Linked DNA regions of Cricetulus griseus: region 2 is linked to region 1. The links are chromatin contacts, called in public Hi-C maps. All regions are on one chromosome and are shown on one strand. The core of a region is the stretch at or near the end of the contact, and the rest is flanking DNA. Distances in the headings are between cores, read along the strand shown.

What was found. Hi-C and Micro-C count contacts between places; a contact is called where the count stands out from the background.
Region 2: a Hi-C map of the CHL-YN cell line shows a contact between it and region 1, with 2.3 times the contacts expected there. The contact joins the promoter of Sdhb here to the enhancer-like site in region 1. A contact is called at or near these places in 3 of 8 Hi-C or Micro-C datasets (the CHL-YN cell line, the CHO-K1 cell line and liver).

The regions. Positions count from the first base shown.
Region 1 is chr2:12,230,545-12,234,842 of CriGri-PICRH-1.0, forward strand. Crocc (rootletin) reads left to right here. Exons shown (of 35, transcript XM_035439440.1): 24 at 559-726; 25 at 1,250-1,619. Among named protein-coding and RNA genes, the nearest start is that of Mfap2, 12 kb to the right of the region's middle. Within about 2 kb of position 1,362, at least 1 of the 6 cell types and tissues checked has open chromatin away from gene starts, as enhancers often do.
Region 2 is chr2:12,291,627-12,296,539 of CriGri-PICRH-1.0, forward strand. Sdhb (succinate dehydrogenase [ubiquinone] iron-sulfur subunit, mitochondrial) reads right to left here and starts at 2,778. Exons shown (of 8, transcript XM_027399889.2): 1 at 2,622-2,778. The coding sequence starts at 2,705.

The DNA of each region.
Region 1 (4,298 bases), core at 112-2,611:
GGCTGACCTCTGACTAGATCGCAACCCCATCGCCAGCAAGCACTGATCAAGCACCTGCTATATGCTGGGTACTGCCCACACTCTGGAAGGTTCAGGCTTTCCCATTCTAAAAAGGCCCAAAGAACAGGAAACAGCTTATGGCCACAGTGGAGACCCCATGTGATAGCCAGAGACTGATGTTTCAAATGGGTGGCATTCCTGAAAATAATGCCCTCTCTCCAGGCCCCTCAAAGTCAGCAGTCAAGCCTGGTGTCATGTGCTAGGCTCTGCTGGGGACGTGTTGAAGGCTTCTGATCAGTCAGTTCCCAGCTATAGTTGCTAGGTTGGTTGGATGTCAACTCAGGCTCTCCCCTGCTGTGCCCCCCCACCATTAAGTGGCATATAAACCATTGGGGCCAGGTGCTTGGCATGACCTGAGTCCAGTGAGTTTACCAGGGCAGGCTCCCCATGCACTTGGAGTACTAAGTTGATACCTGCATCCTAGGTCAGTCCATCCTGGGCCAGGACTAGGCAGAACTGTTGGGCCCTGCTGACTTCTCTGCCTGCTCTGGTTCACAGATGAAGATACTGGACAGTGACAATGTCAGGCTGGGTCGGGAGCTGGCAGACCTGCAGGGCCGATTGGCCCTGGGTGAGCGGGCAGAGAAGGACAGCCGTCGAGAGGTGCTGGGCCTGCGGCAGAAGTTGCTAAAAGGCGAGAGCAGCCTGGAGGCCTTGAAGCAGGAGGTACCTGGGTGGGCTGGGCTGGCCAGAGGAGGGTGGGCTACTGTATGCCTGTGCTTCCCTCCAGAGGACTCTGGGACTCTCCCTCGGGTGTATTAATATTAACAAGCCAAAGAAACTGTGGGCCTAGTGTGTGCAGATACCAAATGTCATGGAGAGACTCTCAAGACAGCCATGTTTGATTTTTCCCACAGCCTGCCTGTGAGGTCGGTAATATAAACCCCATTTTACTAGGAGAACCAGGCGGGCTCAGAAAGGTCAAGAGTGGTTCTGGGTTCTTTGGGAACGTATTGCCTGGTACTATGTGAATGTAACTGTCATTACCAACTGCTCATTACCCATAAACAGCAGGAGCAAATAAGAAGCGAATTCAAATTATTCCCGGCCCCATACACACACGGGTGTTCTTTCCCCTCCTCCTAGAGTGGTGACCACTAAAGGCACAGGTGTGATCCCTGGAGTGGTGGGCACCAGATGGTGGCCAGGGGCAGCCTTGTGATGTCTTCTGGCTTCACCTCCGCCCCAGCTCCAGGGATCCCAGAGGAAGCTGCAGGAACAAGAGGCTGAGTTCCGGGCTCGCGAGCGCGGCCTGCTGGGTTCCCTAGAGGAGGCACGAGTCACCGAGAAGAAGCAGCTGGAGGTGGCCCGGGGCCTGGAGCTGAGGCTGGAGGCAGTTCGGGCAGAGACCTCGGAGCTGGGACTGCGGCTGAGTGCAGCTGAGGGCCGGGCGCAGGGCCTGGAGGCGGAGCTGGCCCGCGTGGAGGCGCAGCGGCGGGTGGCCGAAGTCCAGCTGGGTGGCCTGCGCTCTGCCCTGCGCCGGGGCCTGGGTCTGGGCCGAGTGTCTAGCTCCCCAGCGCGGGTGTCCAGCTCCCCAGCCAGGGAGGCACCCACGGGAGGTGAGTGCAGCCCAGGGTTGTAGAGGGCTCTCTGAAGCCACACCCCTGGGAGGGCCAAGCCCCTTGGCTATCCTGGGCTCCTGGGTAGCTTTGTTATGGAGGAATTTTCTGAATCTTGGAACCCCATGCTTTTGCTTTATTTTATGTGTTTGTGAGAGTATCTGCATATATGCGTGTGTGTCAATGTGCATGCCTGATGCTGGAAGAGACCAGAAGGAGGCATTAGATCCCCTGAAGTTGGAGCTATAGATGGTTGTGAGCTGCCATGTGGGTGCTGGGAATCAAACCCAGGTCCTCTGCAGGAGTAGCTGCAGCTTTTAACTACTGAGCCATCTCTCCAGCCTGGAGCCCTCTAGCCGCTGCCTCCTCCTCGTCCTCCCCTCCCCTCTCCTCTTCCTCCCCTCCTCCTCCTCCTTCTCCTCCTTCTTCCTTCATTTTTTGTTTGTTTGTTTTTGAGACAGGGTTTCTCTATGTGTAGCTCTGGATGTTCTGGAACTCATTCTGTAGACCAGGCTGGCCTTGAACTCACAGAGATCCACCTGCCTCTGCCTCCTGAGTGCCGGGATTAAAGGTGTGCGCCACCACTGCCAGGCAAATCCCATCTTCTTAGTAAGTCTCCAGGCTGACATCTCAGTTCCACATCCCTCCATACCAGGACTGGGATCCCGAAATGTTCCTCTTGGTAGGCACAACCAGGCCTGACCTTCCGGAGTAGCACTGGTCCATTGACATACTCAGTAGTTACAGACCACGTACCTAGTGTGTCAGCACACACCTGGAATAGATCAGGAAGCAGGCTGGTAAACGGGGCTCTTAGGAAGCTTAGAGTCTAGCCATGGGAAGAGCTGTATGAAGGGAGTAGAGAATATCTTGGCCTGTGGTTTGGGGACATTAGGCAAGCAGAAATAAAGCAAGGGAGAGACTACTGGTCAGTGCAGCTGCTGTGGGAAATAACTTGGCAGTTCTTCAAAAACTGAAAATAGAATTGTTAAAGGCAGGAGATCCAGCATTTCTACTCTCAGTATAAAAGAACTGAAAACAGGCATGTGGTAGACACTTCTATAACAAAGTCTATTGCAGCGTTGTTCACAATAGCCAAATGGCAGTGACATCCCAAACATCCATCGGCATGACTAGACCAGCAAAAATATGGTATATTCATCCTGTGGAGTAGTATTCAGCCATTAGAAGGAATGACATGCTTACATGTGCCCAAATGCAGGTCAGTCCTGAAACACTGCACACATTGGGTGAGGCAGTCATAGGAAGATAAGTATCAATGCATTCCAGCACTGACAAGTTCACAGACTCAGCAAGCAGGTCCAAGGTTACCCACATCTAGGCAGGAGACAGAGCTACTTGAAAATAAGTTTCCGTCTGCTTTTCTTACTTGGCCAGGAAGGCTCTGTGATGGAACCGTGATACTTCAGTAGCCATGGATTTTCAGACTCCCTGTCTCCCCAAATCCAAGGATGCCTGTGGCTGCTTAGTGAAATTGCAGTGTTTGTATAAACTGCACACACTTGTACCATTAGTCTCTGGAGCACCATGCTAGCTAACGCTCATACAAACCATGTGAACTGTTCTCCTTGGAGAATACTGACAGGAAGTCTGCACACACTCAGCACAGGTTCAGCAGTCACATTGCTTTGCCTCAGTTTTTTAGACAGGGTCTCACTTTAGGCTGTCCTGGAGCTCACTGTGTAGCCTAAGCTGGCCTTATACTCAGGGCAGTCTTCCTGTCTCAGCTTCCCAAATGCTAGGCATACAGTCATGTGCCAAAATGCCTGACTGTTTGGAAATATTTTCCTATGCATTTGATGCATCTGGTAGACAGACCCCTTAGGGCCAGCTGTCACATCCTGGGCAGCTACATAAGCAGAAATGTGTGTTTGACTGTCTCAAAGGCTAGAAATCTGAGGGCCATAGCCCCTCTGAAGGTACTGGGTGGGATGTGTCCACACAACACAACTCTAGTGGTCACGTGGCATCTGGATCCCCCCTTTTTATAAAGATAGCAATAGTAGGGTTGGGGTCCATCATTCCAGTGTGACAGCCACCTCTTTCCAAATAAAGTCACATTCAACAAGGGGAATTTGGGGAGATACAGGACTGATGAAAAAGATTTGAGGTGACCAGTGTACAATAGCATGCATGTAATTCATGCCCCCAGATCATATCCTTAAAAATGGTTAAGATGGGTGGGGACATAGCTCAGTTAGTACAGTGCTTGTCTGATATGATGGGAGGCCTGGGTTTGATCCCCAGCACTGAATAAAATTGGACATGGTGGTTCATACCTACAATGCTCATGCTCCGGAGACTGAAGCAGGAAGATTGTGAGTCAGGTCTAGCCTGTGCTACATAGTCAGCCTCACCCCTGTCTCAAAAAAGGAGGGGTTTGTGGATCTCCGTGGCAGGGTGCTTCCCTAGCATGCCCAAGGCCCTGGGCTCATCCATAGTAACCTCCATGGCCAAAAGGAAACCAAGATTACTTTTCAGATTTACATTTCAACTAATATAAATTTTGTCAAAACAAAAAAGCAGAACATAAATGCAAAGGAGGTAGGGCTGATAATGGGGACCAGTGCGTCCTAGGAGTCTGGGAAAGATGCTGTGGAGACCCGAGCAGTGCGTCCTAGGAGTCTGGGAAAGATGCTGTGGAGACCTGAGCAGTAC
Region 2 (4,913 bases), core at 1,528-4,027, 62 kb after region 1:
GGAAGGCCAGGAGGCCTGCATGAAGTCACACCAGCACAAACTGAAGGTGCAGGCTTGTATCTGAAATGTATCAGTGGGGTCGTTTCAGATCCAAGCCCTGTCACCTTTGAGCTATGTGTTCTTCAGAGAACTGCTAAGCCAATCTGATGCCACTTTCTCCTTTGCAAAGAGGAGGGTGGGATTGATACCTATTCCACAAGAAACAGGCCAAACTCCTGGCATAGTTCTAGAAATGATTTCTGCCTTTCAACACTGGCAGCATTTTTAGGACTTGGGTTATTCTGACTGGCAGATGGGCATTCTAAGCTTTGCCAGACCCAGGAGCAAAGAGAGGCACAGCTGTAAAAAGCAGCTTTGCCCTCCTGGAGTCCACAGTCCAGATGAAGAAATAAGGCATGCTATTAACAGTTAACCCATCACAATTAAACTCTTGCAAGCAGAACTGCAGTCCTGGGGTGCAGACCACACACAGGAGGTTCAGAACCTGAACCAACAAGCCCACAGAAATACAGCAAGCTCATTATGGGTTCTCAGGAATACAAATCCAACACAAAAACCTTCCCACAGGGAGGATGCCTCTCTTGCTCTTACGTCCCTGGAGAAGGTGGGCAAAGGCCTCTCCTGAAATGCTAACACCAGCCTGTGAAACCAGCTTTTCTATAGTTCATTCTAGGAAGCCCAGCCTGGGCCTTAGAACTCATTCCTAGTGGTGGGGCTCTTACAACTTTACTGCTGCCTCAGCAACATGGAAAGAGGCTGATAAAGAAAACAAGGTCCCTGAGAATCATTAACTGGCAAACCTATCGGGAGGCTCCTTCCTGATGCACCCCTTCTCAGCAGCCATGGATTTCCTGTAGCTCTTCAATTAGAGGTGGGGCCTTGGGAAACTTCCCCCCAATTCATGTTAGCATGTGAACTGGTATTGGCATTATGCATCCAATCCCATGTTGTCAACACTGAACATATGTATGTATAAGCAACACTAAATGGTCAAGAGATTGTGTATGTGTGTATATATATATAGCAATGATAAAGTAATGAATTTGAGAGGGGGCAGGGGAGCATGCAGGAGAGGGATAGAAATGTGTAAATATTGTACTCACATATGAGGGCTGGGATTGCAAAATGGTGGAGTGTGTACTGTGTTTGCAGGCACAGCAGGCACTTATGATGAGGGAGATCAAGTAAAGTCAAGAAAAGGAACTAATATTTCTTTTTTTTTTTTTTTTTTTTTTTTTGCTTTTCGAGACAGGGTTTCTCTGTGGCTTTGGAGGCTATCCTGGAACTAGCTCTTGTAAGACCAGGCTGGTCACAGAGATCCGCCTGCCTCTGCCTCCCAAGTGCTGGGATTAAAGGCGTGCGCCACCAACGCCCGGCTGGAACTAATATTTCTATATGCCAACCATGTCTGTGGCAGGGCCAGGGATGGCAGCACACATCTTTAATCCCTGAGCATGGGGGGCTGAGACAGGGGTTATCTCTGAGTTCCAGGAGCGAAAGTGCAACCAGGGCTGCTTAAGAGACCCCGTCCAAAAACAAAACAAAAACAACAAGACTGGTGATATGTCTTAGCAGTTTGGAGAGGAGCAGGGGTGAGTTCCCAGCACTCACATCAAGTCTCATAACCACCTGTAACTCCAGTTCCAGGGAATAAAGCTCCCCCTTCTGATCTCCATGGATACCAGACAGGCCCACGGTGCCCCTACGTACATTCAAGCAAACACTCGTACACACAAATTAAAAAAAAAAAATCTTAAAAAATAAAAAGTGCCCTGGAAAAGTTTTAAGAAATGGGGGCCGATGGAGAGACTCGGTTTTCAAACCTTTAAGGAGAGTCCCCACCTTTAAAAGGTTCTGTCCAGGAGTACAGCGCGTCCGGGATTTGTAAGTCTCCAGTCCCTTGAGAAAGCAGAGGCCGTCTCTCTGGCCTTTCTTTCTAAATGCTCCCACTGAGGAGGCACACCCGCAGAGTGCAGCTCCCCAGGACACAGGGCGTGTGGGGAGCCCTGTGACGGCCACCACAGTAGCAGAGACAGAAGCAGCTCCGGGCTCTGCTTATGTCATCCCACGTCAACGGCCGGGGACCGGTGCCGCTACACACCCTGGGATAAACCCGCTTTCGGGAACCGGGTCTTGCCTGCAGGCTTCCACAGACCGGGGTCCGCATCTTCCGAGGGCTGGGTCGCTTCTGCCATCTCTCCTTTCCCGGGAGGGCCAGGGGCACTGCGTTCCCTCTTCACCGACCCAGATCAGCCCACCCTGGAGGTGCGACCTGGCTTCCCGGGGCCGGCCCGGCCCCACCCACCGCAGGCCGCCCTTAGTCCAAACCTCTGGGTTCGAAGCTGGCTTGCGACAACCGGGCGCCTGCCACGTGACCTTGAACATGCCCTCCCTGCCCTCCGTCTTCCCGCTGACCTTTCCCAACCTCCGCCCGGCCGCGACTCGGCGGCTGTGGCGAAGCGCGGGGGGCCGTGTGACAGGACGCTCCGGGGCAGCGCGCAGGTGGCACGTCCTCCCCCGAGGCCTGGACCCGGGCTCCCGCCGCCTCTCCGTGGCCTGCCCACCCCAGGCAGCCTCGGGGACGGGCACGGCGCCCCCTGAGCCACGGCCCCGCGCCTCACCTGCAGGCGGGCTCTGCCGAGAGCCGTTGCCGGGAAGCAGCGCCTCAAGGAGACACCAACCGCCACCGCCGCCGCCGCCGCCATCTTGGCTCCCAACGTCAGCCCCGCCCCTTACCCTCCGGCATCCCGTCGAACACCGCGGTGGAAGCCGGCCTCTCACCCCGAGGCCCGCTAGCCGCCTGAGAGCCAACGAATGGGAGGCGGCTTCCGGTTTCCCGAGCGAGCCAATGGGAAGCGCGCGTGCGCAATGGCGGCCAGCAGGGCGCATGCCCACTGGGCCTCCCTTGGTCCTAGGGTGACCTCTGCAGTCTGATGGGCGGGAGAAAGGGTGGCTGGCAAGGGGCGGAGCAAAGACGAGGAGGGGCGGAGCCTTCCCGTTTTGCTCTGGGTCGGGATTTTAATCCCTCTCCGCTTGCCAGGATGCCTGTCAATCATGTCTGACTCTTGACTGATCAGCTCTTTTGCTGAATACAGAGAACCCCTCAGCGCCTAGCTGATTGGGGCAGTTGGTGAGTGATTGAGGCGATCACAAGGATGACTGACAAAGGTGTCACTCACGCATTTATCCATAAATATGTACATAACCCGCAGGGCTGGAATCCTAGAAATTGGCACGCGGAGGCAGGAGGAGGATCTTTGGCTGCGTAATGAGGTGGAGGGCAGTCTGGGATACACGAAACCGTGCCTCAAAACACGCAAAACCAAAACGAAAGCAATCTGTGGCTGGGCCCAGGCTCTGCGATGCCGGGGTGAGTGACCCAGACACTCACATAATTCCTCTATAACAGTGGAGATGGGAAAGTGGGGGAAGTAACAGTAGGAAAGATGGGTGACGTCGCCTAGGGTGTCCACTAAGGAGAATGACCTTGAACTTCAGCTCTTGCTGCTGGAGTTACAGGTGTGTGCCACCATGCCCGGGTGTGCGTGTTAGACAATCACTCTGCCAACTGAGCTGTATCCACAGAGTGTGTTTTGTAAGTTTCCTTTAACGTCTGGACTGTTTTTTCTAGCACCTTGTTTACATTCTTTCAGTCTCTCTGACTTGGGATTTGACTACATTAGGCAGGTGTGATCTTGGTGTCCCAAGTCATTTGATCTCTTCGGACACCCAGTGACTTTGCTGGTCACCTGTTTCCAGAAGGAATGATTTCATTTCTCTCCTCTCACTTTTGGCAAAGGAAGATCACTGTTTACAGTCTTTGGTTTCCTCACTCCAACTCATTTAGATGCCACTGGAGAAATTAAGATGACAGAGGGAATGGCTAGATGGGGCCACGTTTCTGAGACCTGAACCTGAAGCTGGCTTCTCTGCCAGGTGGCCTCTCCAGAAGGTCACCTCAACTGCTCCCCTTCAGGCCATGTGACCTTGGACAAGTCCTTCTTCACCTCTGACTTATAGTGTCCTGGTCTGAATCCGCAGGGGGGTTGGGACAGCTGATTTAAGATTCTGCAATTGACATGGCTTGTCTTGTGCAACAGATGACAAGGTGGAGGTCACCTTGACTTTGCAGGGAGCTGGCTCAGCACTGGGATAGGCCCCTCCAGTCTACCCCAGCCGACCAAATTGAGTGCTCCTGCCTCTGCCTCTTGTAGGCAGACCTCCAACTTGTAGGAGGTTGTAGGAAGACCTTCGTTTTCTTTGCAATTCCTCCAGAGAGTCAATAGGTATTATTTCCAGAGACCTGACACCTTAGCCATTTCCAGCCATCATGTCAAAGACAGACACCACCCCCACAGGAGTGGCTAGCCTTTAACTTTTCCCAGGTCACCTTGGAAAAAGCAGGCTGTGGCCAGCAAAAGTGAGACCTTGATTTATGGAGGGGCTCTCGGTGCCAGTGTGCCCACAAACTCTGCAGTCATGTCATTCCTGGGCTTCATGGGGATTTGGGAAGCTCAGTGTTATGGAGAGATAATAAATTCCTGGGCGGCTCTACCTCCGCACTGAGCTTCGGGCTTCCACAAAGGCACAGATGTCATAGGACTTAAAGGTTTTCATGGTCTACTACTGACTTATGTTCCCGAGGTGTCCTTGCTATAAGACCAGGCTTTGGGGTGGGTTGGTTGCCATCCATGTAGAGAGCGATTGATATATTGCTTTTCATCAGACATTGTGATGGGTGTTCTGTATTTATACAGAACCTCACCTCATCCCTTGCAAATGTGTTTACATCAACAGTCTACTCTGGTTCTCCCGACAACCCAGTGGAGTGCGAATGACTGCCCCTGTTCACAGACAGTCTTTGAATACTAGGAAATCTGGGCAGCCTAGGGTGGGCCTTCTGCTTGAGGCAC